Regions from separate parts of the Sus scrofa genome. Here regions 2 and 3 are each linked to region 1. Evidence: chromatin contacts called from public HiChIP or PLAC-seq data. All regions are on one chromosome and are shown on one strand. Each heading gives the region's core, a stretch centred on a gene start, on an enhancer-like site or on the middle of the called end of the contact. The rest is flanking DNA. Distances are from core to core; before and after follow the strand shown. Region 1 overlaps SNTB1 (beta-1-syntrophin). Region 2 has its middle 110 kb from the start of SNTB1. Region 3 has its middle 48 kb from the start of SNTB1.

Region 1 (3,501 bases), core at 614-3,113:
GACCCCAAGCCTGGGAACTTCCATGTGCCGCGGGTGTGGCCCTAAAAAAAAAGTTACCCAAGTATTTCTGTTGGCTGCTTCCCCAGCTACGTATTGAAGTCCATCAAGTGACTCTTTCATTTACGTCCCGTGTGTTCCATGCAGTCATTTGTGGTGTTGGGCCTTTTACATAGGAGCATTCAGGCACATAGCCTGTCTACTAGCATTATTTGTCTTTGAGTGCATTTCTCTAAAGGGGACTCATGTCTTTTTAAAATTTCTTTTGAAAACCTTTTAATTGAGGTATAATTTATAAGCAGTACCGTACACCAGTCTTACATGTAAAGTTCACTTAATTGTTATCTATGGATACAGAGCCACATCTCCTGAAAGTTTATTATAGGATAGGGTGTCTGCTAATTAATCATCCTGGGTAATATTATTGGGAAGGTCGTGCTAGTACCATTTGCAAATAGCCAGACCTAGCTGGTAATAAATCAGTGGCTGACCTTTGTGGAGGGAGCATAGATCAAGGCCAAGTGCTTTACATGCATTTTATCTGAGTTTGCAAAACTTGCCCAATTTAAGAATCACCTGGCTGTTTATTAAAGATTCCTGTCCTGCGGATCCTGCCCTGGAGATTCTAGTTCAGCAGTCCAGGCTTAGGAGTCAGGGGGTCTATGTTTTTAACAAGCATCAAGCAGACTGGAGTCCTCAGGGTACCGCATTTAACCCTCGCACGCCTACGAGGTTTAGGTTTTATTTTTATTTACAGAGAAGTAATCTGAGGAACCAAGAGGATAAGTAACTTACCCCCAGTCACACAGCTGCTAAGAAATGCACCTGAGACTCTGATTCTGAGTTCACCTTCCTCACACACCTTCTCTGTGGCCTCCGGGAGCATATTTCTTTTTTCTTTCTTTCCTTTTCTTTTTTTTCTTTTTATGGCCGCATCTGCGGCATATGGAAGTTCCTGGGCCAGGGGGACTGCAGCTGCCAGCCTACGCCACAGCCAGGGCAATGCCAGATCTGAGCCACATCTGCGACCTGTGCTGCAGCTTGTGGTATCATCAGATCCTCTACCCACTGAACGAGGCCAGAGATCCTCATCCTCACAGAGACAATGTCAGGTCCTTAACCCCCTGAGCCACCACAGGAACTCCTAGGGGATTTTCTTATTTCCTGGACTTTTAGTGGCTCTTTGCATTTGCTGAGTGGATCATACAAACCTTTCCTTCACTCGTCTGGCAGCTTAATCATGCACAGGTGGCCACTCAGCTCACACAACAGAGTTCAGACAGAGCTGGGGATGTTCTCAGCAACCTGGAGTAACTACCCAGGACTGAGACCAGGGGTTCTCAAAGTGCAGTTCTCAAAGTGAGTGGCACCTGGGAACTCAGTGCACAAGCAGATTTCCCATCCCACTTCAGACCAATGAGCCAGACACTCACCAGCTATGGCCCAGCCCACCTGTGAGTGAACAGGCCTTCCAGGGGTTTCTGATACATGCAGTTGAGAACCACTGGTTCAGAAGACTGGGCTCTGCTGCTTTGCATACTCCCAGGGTTCACGGTAGGAAGGAAATGCCTTAGCAAGGACTGGGTTCTTTCTCCTCTGTGGCTCTTCGGAAGCACTGTTTGCCTCAAGTTGTGATGACTGCTGATGAATTAGCTCAAAGGCTGTACTGGATCCAGGTGTTCACAGCATCAGCAGCAGCTCCTGGAACATGCAGTGTGGCTGCCTTGCTTTTTCATCATCTTACAGGCATTTTCCATTGGTACTTTGCCCTCAACCTCAGCTTCCTTTGAATGACTGCCTAGTGTCCCAAGGCATGGATCCTCCAGTTTACAGAATGTCACTGCAAAGTGATGACCTAAGTACAGACGTATTTAGCTTGATGCCTGGCACACAGCAGGACTGGGCAGCTGCCAGTCCCCTTCCCTTTGCCTTAGCAGTGCTGCAAGCATTGTTTAGAAGGTCAGGGATGGTCTTTTCCCTTGAACATGAAGAACTGGCTGGGACTGTAGCCAGTAGGAAACAGGTTTCTTTTTATTTTTTTGCTTTTTAGGGCTGCATCTGCAGCACATAGTTCCCAGGCTGGGGTCAAATCACAACTACAGCTGCCAACCTATGCCACAGCCATAGCAATGCCAGATATAAGCCACGTCTGCATCGTACACCACAGCTCATGGCAACACTGGATCCTTAATCCACTGATCGATGCCAGCGATCGAACTTGAATCCTCATGGATATTAGTTGGGTTTGTTTCCTCTGAGTCACAAGGGGAACTCCAGAAACCGTTTTCTTCTAAAATCACGATAAGTCAGCTCAGGCAGTTCACAGTTGATTTGTTGATGTGTTTAGTTCTTTTTTTTTTTTCCCCCTTAAAGGCATAGGCACAACTAATTTATGTGAAGATGTGCCTGGAAGATGACATATGATTGTGTTTCATAGCAGTGGCACCAAAAATGCTCACAACATGTTCTTGGTATTAACTGCTGTGCAGAGAAGTTTACGGCCAGTCACTTCTCCCACTGGAAACCTTCAGTGGTGCCTCTGTGGATGGATGACACACTTCATAGCACTGTGCTCAGGAAGTTTGCAAACATGTTGTAATTTTAGCTGTTCTCATCCCTCAGCTTTTTATGAATTCCTGGGAAAACATTTTTTGCTTAGCCAAAGCTTATTTGATGTTGCAGAACATTAAAAAGAAAGAAAAGAGAAAAGAAAGGTATTCTTGCTCATAATACAAAGTAAGTTTTGTTTTTGTTTTTTGTCACTATCATCATAATTGGCAAGTGAGATAGATCCTCAGAGAACAAGGAATTAAAGTTGCAATATTTCTGGAATTCTCGAAGAGGTTTAACCCAGAAACTCTGCCCACCCAGTCCCTGTGGTTGGTGAAAGGTTTAGAAGCACAGAGCTTGTAAAGAGAAATAATGCTGCTCTGAGCCCATCTGGAGTAGCTGAAAAAAAGAGGACCCAATGAATATGCACTTCTCGCCTTTGATATCACTTGGGAGCCAGAGACACAGCATTTTTACTAAACGTGGTGGGGAGTCTTTGGTGCCTAAGGATCTAACCTGTTTCTAAGTGCTAAAAGTAGCTGCTGCCTTTGGCCAGCCTCAGACATTTTCAGAATGCTTTCCACTGGGAAAGTCTAGCCAATTGCATTTGTCAAACATTAAATTATAATGAGCCTATGGTCATGACACTAGCCCAGGAGGCCCCCACCCTCTTAGAGGATGTGGGCCCCTTCCAGGGACATTCCCTAGGGGAGTGCAGAAGGACTGACATGCCCAAGAATCTGCACTCTGTCAAACGGCAGTGTGGGCTTTGCCCACACATCCATTGTCCCCTCTGCTCCCACACTCCTAGTGTGCAGTGCACTTTAACTGCCAGCCTCCTGCCCTCCCTCCTGCTGGTCCAGCAGCTCTTCAGAAGTGGCGAGTGGGAAATTAGCTGAATGAGGAGATTCGTGGACTTTGGAATCAGACAAACCAGGAGTCAAATGCTGAGAC
Region 2 (3,501 bases), core at 615-3,114, 320 kb before region 1:
GAATTTTCTCTTGGAGTTCCCATCGTGGCACAGTGGTTAACAAATCTGACTAGGAACCATGAGGTTGTGGGTTCAATTCCTGTCCTCACTCAGTGGGTTAAGGATCTGGCATCACGGTGAGCTGTGGTGTAGGTCGCAGACGCGGCTCGGATCTGGTGTTGCTGTGGCTCTGGTGTAGGCTGGTGGGTACAGCTCTAATTAGACCCCTCTCCTGGGAACTTCCATATGAGGCTGGTGCGGCTCTAGAAAAGAAAAGAAAAAAAAAAAAATTTCTCTCAGTAATTGTTAGATTACCTGAAACAAACCAAAAAGGCAAGGTAAAGCTGGCTTCTTACTTTCTATTTGTCTATTTTCAGAATAGTGAGCTGGTGCCCATGCAGCCTCCAAATTAACTTGTGGATTCTATATACTTGATGTGTTTCAAAGTGTTGTAATAATTATTTGTTTTTATATCCTTCCCAAATATGGTCAGTGGAAGTTCCCTCAAGTTGGTTCATACAGTCTTTTTGTTTTGTTTTGTTTTCTTGCTTTTTAGGGCCGTACTAGTGGTATATGGAGGTTCCCAGGCTAGGGGTTAAATTGGAGCTACAGCTGCTGGCCTACACCACAGCCACAGTGACACAAGATCTGAGCCTCATCTTCGACCTATACCACAGCTCACAAAATGCCAGATCCTTAATCCACTGAGTGAGGCCAGAGATTGAACCTGCAACCTCATGGTTCCTAGTTGGATTCATTTCCGCTGCACCACAACTGGAACTCCGGCTCATAGTCTTGCTTTCAGGGCGCAATAACATGGCCCAGGCTCATCTCAGCCACTTCCTGCCCTAGATGTTAAATTAGCCATTATTCTAAGGAGCCTCGTTCCTTTAAGATGGAAATGATACTTAGATTTTACATTCTGAGTTCCTAGAATGATCAATAAAACTGAGCTGGTCATGTTTTTAGGTCTTTTCAGTGGACAGGACTAGGACAATTTTAGTTTTTAGAAAGAGAAAAATAAATCACAAATTCATACTGATATTTCTAATTCAAATCAAAGATTACAGAATTTTTACATTGATTCCTTTATTTTATATTTTATCTTTTTTAAAAAACTCAAAATCTCATCCCCTAAGAACACTAATTTAATTACTTAGTTGCTTTATCCTGCTTTCCCTATAATGGTGTTCAAAATAATAATATAATATCACTAACAACTAGCCAAAGGAATTGAGTCTAAGAGGTTTTTACACTTCATTTTATCCTTAGGACATATTCCCCTAGGAATGTACAATCCACATAGGTGTTCTAAAATCACTTGAAATAATTCTTGAGATGGTCATGTCACAGAATTGATATAAAGTTTGGTTCATTTTTTTTTTCCAGTTTAAAGTTTTAGGACTTGTTATATTTTGGTGTGCAAAATTTTCACATGGATTTAACTTTGTTCTTAATGATGTAAACCATTTCCATGCTTCCAAAGTCAAAAAACAAAGTAAGTTGCATAGGGAAGCCTGTGCGCTCTTCAAGTCCTCTCCCTCCTTGCTCCCTCCATTCCACTTTTAATTTTTGGTTTATCCAACTACTGAAATTATAAAGAATTATGTATTTACTATGACTCCTCTTTTTTCTTTTTTTCTTTTTTCTTTTTTTTTTTTTGTTTTGTTTTGTTTTGCCATACTCAGGGAATGTGGAAGTTCCTGGTCCAAGGGTCAAAACCACACCATGGCAGGGACCACACAAGATCCCTAACCACTAGGCCACCAGGGAACTCCCAACTCCTCCTTTCTTATCTAAGTGATAGCATGGTGCAAACACTGTGATGCATTTTGTTTGTGTTACTTAACAGTATGTCCTGGCTGTACCTCTTTATTAGTACACAGAGGTTTTTACAGCTGTGTAATAGGGCCCTGTGTGAATGCTGCGAAGTTTATTTAACTGGCCTCCCTTTGATAGACATTTGGGTTGTCCCTAGCCTTTTGCTAATCAGATCTTGGCATTTGTCAAATTTTACCCTACCAAGAGTCCTGTTGGTTTGGTTTAGTCTTATTTTATAAAAAAAAAGGAAACTACTTCATAAGCAATTATGGGCTTGACCAAAGGGGGGAAGAAGGGACCAAAACTTCCCCTGCGTCCATAATTTCTGTTCTTTGCCCAAGTCTATATAATTCATACTGTGGTGTAAATATCTGTTAACCCCTTTATTTGAGAGTTAGGGGAGGGAGAGAGATACGTGCTTTGGGGTAGATTGTGGAGGAAAATTTAGCCTTAAGTTCAAGGCTGGAATTTCAAGTCTCAGCCAGCCTGTGGGAGGAGTATCTGAGGGAACAGCTGGCCTTTCTGGCATTATCCCCAGTCAAAGGAATGCGAGACATCCACAAGCAGGTGGGTCTATTTTTGGCAGGAGGACCTTCTCAGTGGCTGCTAGAATCACAGCATGTCCTCTTCTGTCACAGTGCATTTTACTCTCCTGGTAAATCCACTCAAGACTCCCTTTAAAGGACATAGAACAATCCATTCTCCACTCTTGCCCCATCAATAACTCCTCCTTTCTTTGTTCTTATTATGTCAACCCAGGAAAATTACAGATCCTAAACTAAACAGAGCAAGCACCATTGGGATAATTAAATATCATTATACAGTCTTTTATGGGACAAATTAAGTTGGTAGTTACAGAAAGCCTTAGGACTTTGACCAGAATCTTTCATTAATTTTCCTTTTTTTATCACTCTATTTTTAAAGAGAAAAATGTCCATTCTGAAGGAACATAAGCCCATATCATTAGGTTATTTTATTTTATTATTATTTTTTAATAAATTCTATTGGAGTATAGTTGATTTAGAAGGTTGTGTTCATTTCAGGTGCACAGCAAAGTAAATCAGCTATGCATAAACACATACGCATTCTTTTTTAGACTCTTTTCCCATATAGCTTATTATACAGTATTGAGTAGATTACCCTGTACTATATAGTAGGTTCTTGTTATATCTTTTTTTGTTTGTTTTTTAGGGCCACACCTGCAGCACATGAGTTCCCAGGCTAGGGGCTGAATCGGAGCTGCAGCTGCAGCTGCTGGCCTAAGCCACAGTCACAGCAACGTGGGATCTGAGCCACGTCTGTGACCTAACCACAGCTCACAGCAACACCAGATCCACTGAGCGAGGCCAGGGATTGAACCCATGTCCTCATGGCTACCAGTCAGTTTCATTACTGCTGAGCCACAACAGGAACTCCACCTATCTCTTTTATATATGGAAGTATTATATTATTTTAAAATGAGAATCTCAAGGTAATGCCTCATCTAAGAATACACTGAGCCTGATCTCCTCGCACATTCTCCTCTCCAGAATAATCATGTTTAGAATAAAGCCCGGAAAGCACTGTTAGATAGAAGGAGCAGCAGCTTTTCAATTTCAAGACACAAATCATCTTCACCGCACAGTCCTTACCAAGGCAGAACAGAGATTTTCCAAACAGGTTTAAACAAAGGAGATTTCATTTCTGCCTTGGTCTTCAGAA
Region 3 (3,501 bases), core at 679-3,178, 260 kb before region 1:
AATGGGATGCTGTCCAAGGTGGAAACAGGGAGCAAGGGAAAGAGAAAAGAAAGGAAATTGTGTGTTTGAATAGAGAATAGGTTAAGAGGTGGACCAGATGGTAGATATTAAAGGCTGAAAATGCAGAACCTCAGCCATCAATGCCTTTACTGAACTAACACGGGCCTCTGAGTCCAGTGGCAGATGGAGGCTTTCCGCAGAAGCTAATGGGGCAGCATGAGCTCAACTGACAGCAGTCCTCAACTGTATATACCACTCTCAGCTTCTTCGCACCCTGGAGTAAATTTAAGTGTGCACCAAACCTTTAAGTTTGGCAAGTGTGAAATGCAATGATTAAGATGAAGTTATGTAGGAAGATATTAGAGTGGGATCAAAAGCTGACAGCACTCAGGGCTCTTTCCATCCTCCTTTAGTAGTTCATGCTCTAGTTTATTCCTCACTCATTTAGTCGAAAAGCCTATATTGAATGCCCAGCAATGTTCTAGGCATTGCTAGCAAAAGATGGAGATCTCTAAATACAGTCAGGGTATTGAAAAAGTTAAAAACATGACTCACATGATCGATGTATTTAATATATTATGGAATGATCAATTTATCTGACTAATTTAAGAAGGAATCAGAAGAATCACAAAATATTATCAGAGAGCATTTGAGGAACTAAGAAGTTGCAGGGATTAAAGAAAAATAATCAAGTAAAATTGCTAGGTTAGGTGTTCCCGCTGTGGCACAGTGGGTTAAGGATCCGACTTCAGCAGCTTGGGTGGCTGCAGAGGCATGGGTTCGAACCCTGGCCCTGTGCAGTGGGTTAAGGATCTGGTGTTGCTGCAGTGTGGCAAAGGTTGCAACAGTGGCTCAGATGCCATCCCATTGGTGAGGCCATTTGAAAAAAAAAAAAAAAAATTTGCTAGGTTAGGTAGAAAACAAAGAAACTATTCCCTGCAGTTAAAATTTCTACCAGACAGAAATCTGCATCTCTATTAAACAAAATTCTACCACTTAAAAGGTAACATGACAGAGTTAGGGCCCTGATCCATAAAAAAATAGAATATCAAATACAGGAATTTCCTCCATGATTGTTAAGTAGTCATTGGGTAGGTCTATTAGTCAGTGTTCCAGGATGACACTGAAAGCACATGCAGTCCTCTTTGCCTTGTTTCTAAATATCAGATAATTTTGAGAACAAGAAGCAAAGACTATGATCTGGTCTGTTACAACTATACTTCCTCAGCTTCTAGAAAGGGAAAGAAAAAAGGATTAAAGAGAATGAGGTCCTCAGAATAAATGTACACCTGGAACTTACATCTGACACTTCATTTAAGTCTCACGTAACTCAGCAAAGGGCTTATACTAAACAGATTTTAAAAATGAAAAAAATTGAGGCTGAAAGCATTGAGATCACACGGGAGGAGCCACTATTCCCACATCCATATGCATCTGTTCAAACCTTCCAGCACTTTCCTTCAGGCCACATGGGCACCCATGAAATCCACAGACTGGCTGAGCCATTCACTCAGTGTTTAACTCAGCAGCATTTATCAATCCCCTCCTACATACTCAGCATCTCAGGCCTGGCCCTGAAGCAGTGAACCAAACAGGTTTGATCGTCATTTACCCTCTGCCTTGCACAGCTCACATTCTCAGGGACCCCAGGCCTTCATTTTAGCCTGTTGTCACCACCAGCCTTTCCCACTGACACATAAAAACAAAAACAAAACAAGAACTAATTTGATATTGTTCTTTTTTCTTTCCAGAGGCATGTCCCTCTTTCTGCCATCTCAGCCCACAGGCGCCTGCCCCTTTCATTCAGCGGCCTCTGCCCTTTCCTGCTTCCTCTCATCTTTCCCTTCGAAAGCCATTTCATTCCCAGGGTTCAGAGCTGCCGAACCTTCCTTGTAAGTCAGACAGACACCTCACATGTTCCATTCAAAGGTTTCAGATGCCTAAACGACCAGCAGCTGTTCTTGGGAAACCTGAGCCCAGAGCCCTTTTAAGCAGTGGCTCCAGGAACGCCCCTTCCCTCTGCACTTGAGATGGATGGAAATTCAGCCCAGGCTAGAGCTCACTTTCAGGGACACATCTGAGGAAGCCAGTCCTTATTACAAAATGTCACAGCTACGTGGCCCTTGGGAGCTTAATTCAGGCCTTTCTTGAATTGATGGTCCATGGATTAGGTCACTGGTAAAACAGGACCCAGAGGCCCTGGTCCAGGTGTGGAAGGGCTCCCTTTGGCCTTCAGCAGGAAGGCAAAAGGGCAAGAGTGGGGACCTTTACAACTCATTCTTTACTTCCTTGAAACTGGGGTAAAACTCACTTCTTGCGTCTGAGTTACAGTGAAGGGACTGGTCAATGTTTAAACAGCAGGCCACAGAATCTTCATCTTTTAGATTTGTAAGGACTCTACCCCCGCTCCAAAGACAGGAAAGGAAGGAAGGAAGGAAAGGAAGAAAAGAAGGAAGAAAGAAAAGAAAGAAAATGGTAACTATTGAGGTGGGTAAGGATATGTTAATTAGCTTGATGGTATTGATTCTTTCATAATGTGTACATATATCAAAATATCAAGTTGTACACCTTAAATATTTACAATGGTACTTTAATGAAATTTTAAAAAAATTAATATTCCCCATTCCTCTGCTTTCAGAGGTGATGTCACCAGATCCACAACATTCGAATCAGAGAAATCCAGTCATAGCCCAAGGGAAGAGGAGGCAGAAGCACCCACCTTCCCTCTCAATTAACTGTTCCAAGGTTTAAGGACACTCTGCTGCCAAACACATTTTTCCTGGGGCAAAAGTGAAATCCCTCAAACCCAATAGTTTCTCCTTCTTGTTCTGTACTGGTTGAGGCAACATAAGACTGGTTGGTATCCACTGAAGTATAACCCGTTGCAAACACTCAATATTCTCAAACCCCAAATGTCTAAAATTACTTGGCTGTTTCGCCATGAAGTTGACCTAGAATCCTGTGCATTTGTATCTAAACTCCCTGGGGTTCTGAAACAGGAGTCTCTACTAACCTGTGGGCAAAGGCATTTCTACTTCCTGCAGAAAGACTGACAGAGCCAGACCCACTCTTATTATCTAGATCGAAGGCCAGAAGACAAATGGAGGCCCACATACCATATTTCAATATATTTTAGAGGTGTAAATCAAGCTGACAATCCACTGGTTAAAATATATTCTATCCCCCTTCCTTGAAAAGGATACCTTCATAAAGACAAAATTGAAAAATATTTTTAATACTTTTAAATTTAAATGATTGAAAGTCAGTATAACATCAAAGATAATGGAGTTTAATTCGTTACAGTGTTCTTTGGTAATCTGCCAGTGTTAGACTGAGAGACATATAATTCATAAATTATTATTTTTTTCATAAAAATATTTCTTGCCTTTATTTCGGCAGATCGCTAATTACATTGTTAAAGATTTTTTTCACATAATTTGGGTTCTACTGACAGCAAAGCCAAATTAGACAAACTTTCTTGAGTCATTGTAGTTATTAGTT

Evidence for each region. HiChIP or PLAC-seq counts read pairs in DNA pulled down with a chosen protein or histone mark.
Region 2: an H3K27ac HiChIP or PLAC-seq map of skeletal muscle shows a contact between it and region 1. The contact joins two enhancer-like sites. A contact is called at or near these places in 3 of 47 Hi-C or Micro-C datasets (psoas muscle and skeletal muscle) and 1 of 2 datasets of contacts at active chromatin or transcription factors (skeletal muscle).
Region 3: a contact with region 1 is called in an H3K27ac HiChIP or PLAC-seq map of skeletal muscle. The contact joins two enhancer-like sites. A contact is called at or near these places in 1 of 47 Hi-C or Micro-C datasets (skeletal muscle) and 1 of 2 datasets of contacts at active chromatin or transcription factors (skeletal muscle).

The regions. Positions count from the first base shown.
Region 1 is chr4:18,501,923-18,505,423 of Sscrofa11.1, forward strand. All of the region lies in intron 5 of SNTB1 (beta-1-syntrophin), which reads left to right. Among named protein-coding and RNA genes, the nearest start is that of MTBP, 110 kb to the right of the region's middle. Within about 2 kb of position 1,864, at least 9 of the 83 cell types and tissues checked have an H3K27ac peak or open chromatin away from gene starts, as enhancers often do. A contact at or near this core is called in skeletal muscle, where this site is marked.
Region 2 is chr4:18,177,142-18,180,642 of Sscrofa11.1, forward strand. No RefSeq gene overlaps it. Among named protein-coding and RNA genes, the nearest start is that of SNTB1, 110 kb to the right of the region's middle. Within about 2 kb of position 1,865, at least 11 of the 83 cell types and tissues checked have an H3K27ac peak or open chromatin away from gene starts, as enhancers often do. A contact at or near this core is called in skeletal muscle, where this site is marked.
Region 3 is chr4:18,239,408-18,242,908 of Sscrofa11.1, forward strand. No RefSeq gene overlaps it. Among named protein-coding and RNA genes, the nearest start is that of SNTB1, 48 kb to the right of the region's middle. Within about 2 kb of position 1,929, at least 4 of the 83 cell types and tissues checked have an H3K27ac peak or open chromatin away from gene starts, as enhancers often do. A contact at or near this core is called in skeletal muscle, where this site is marked.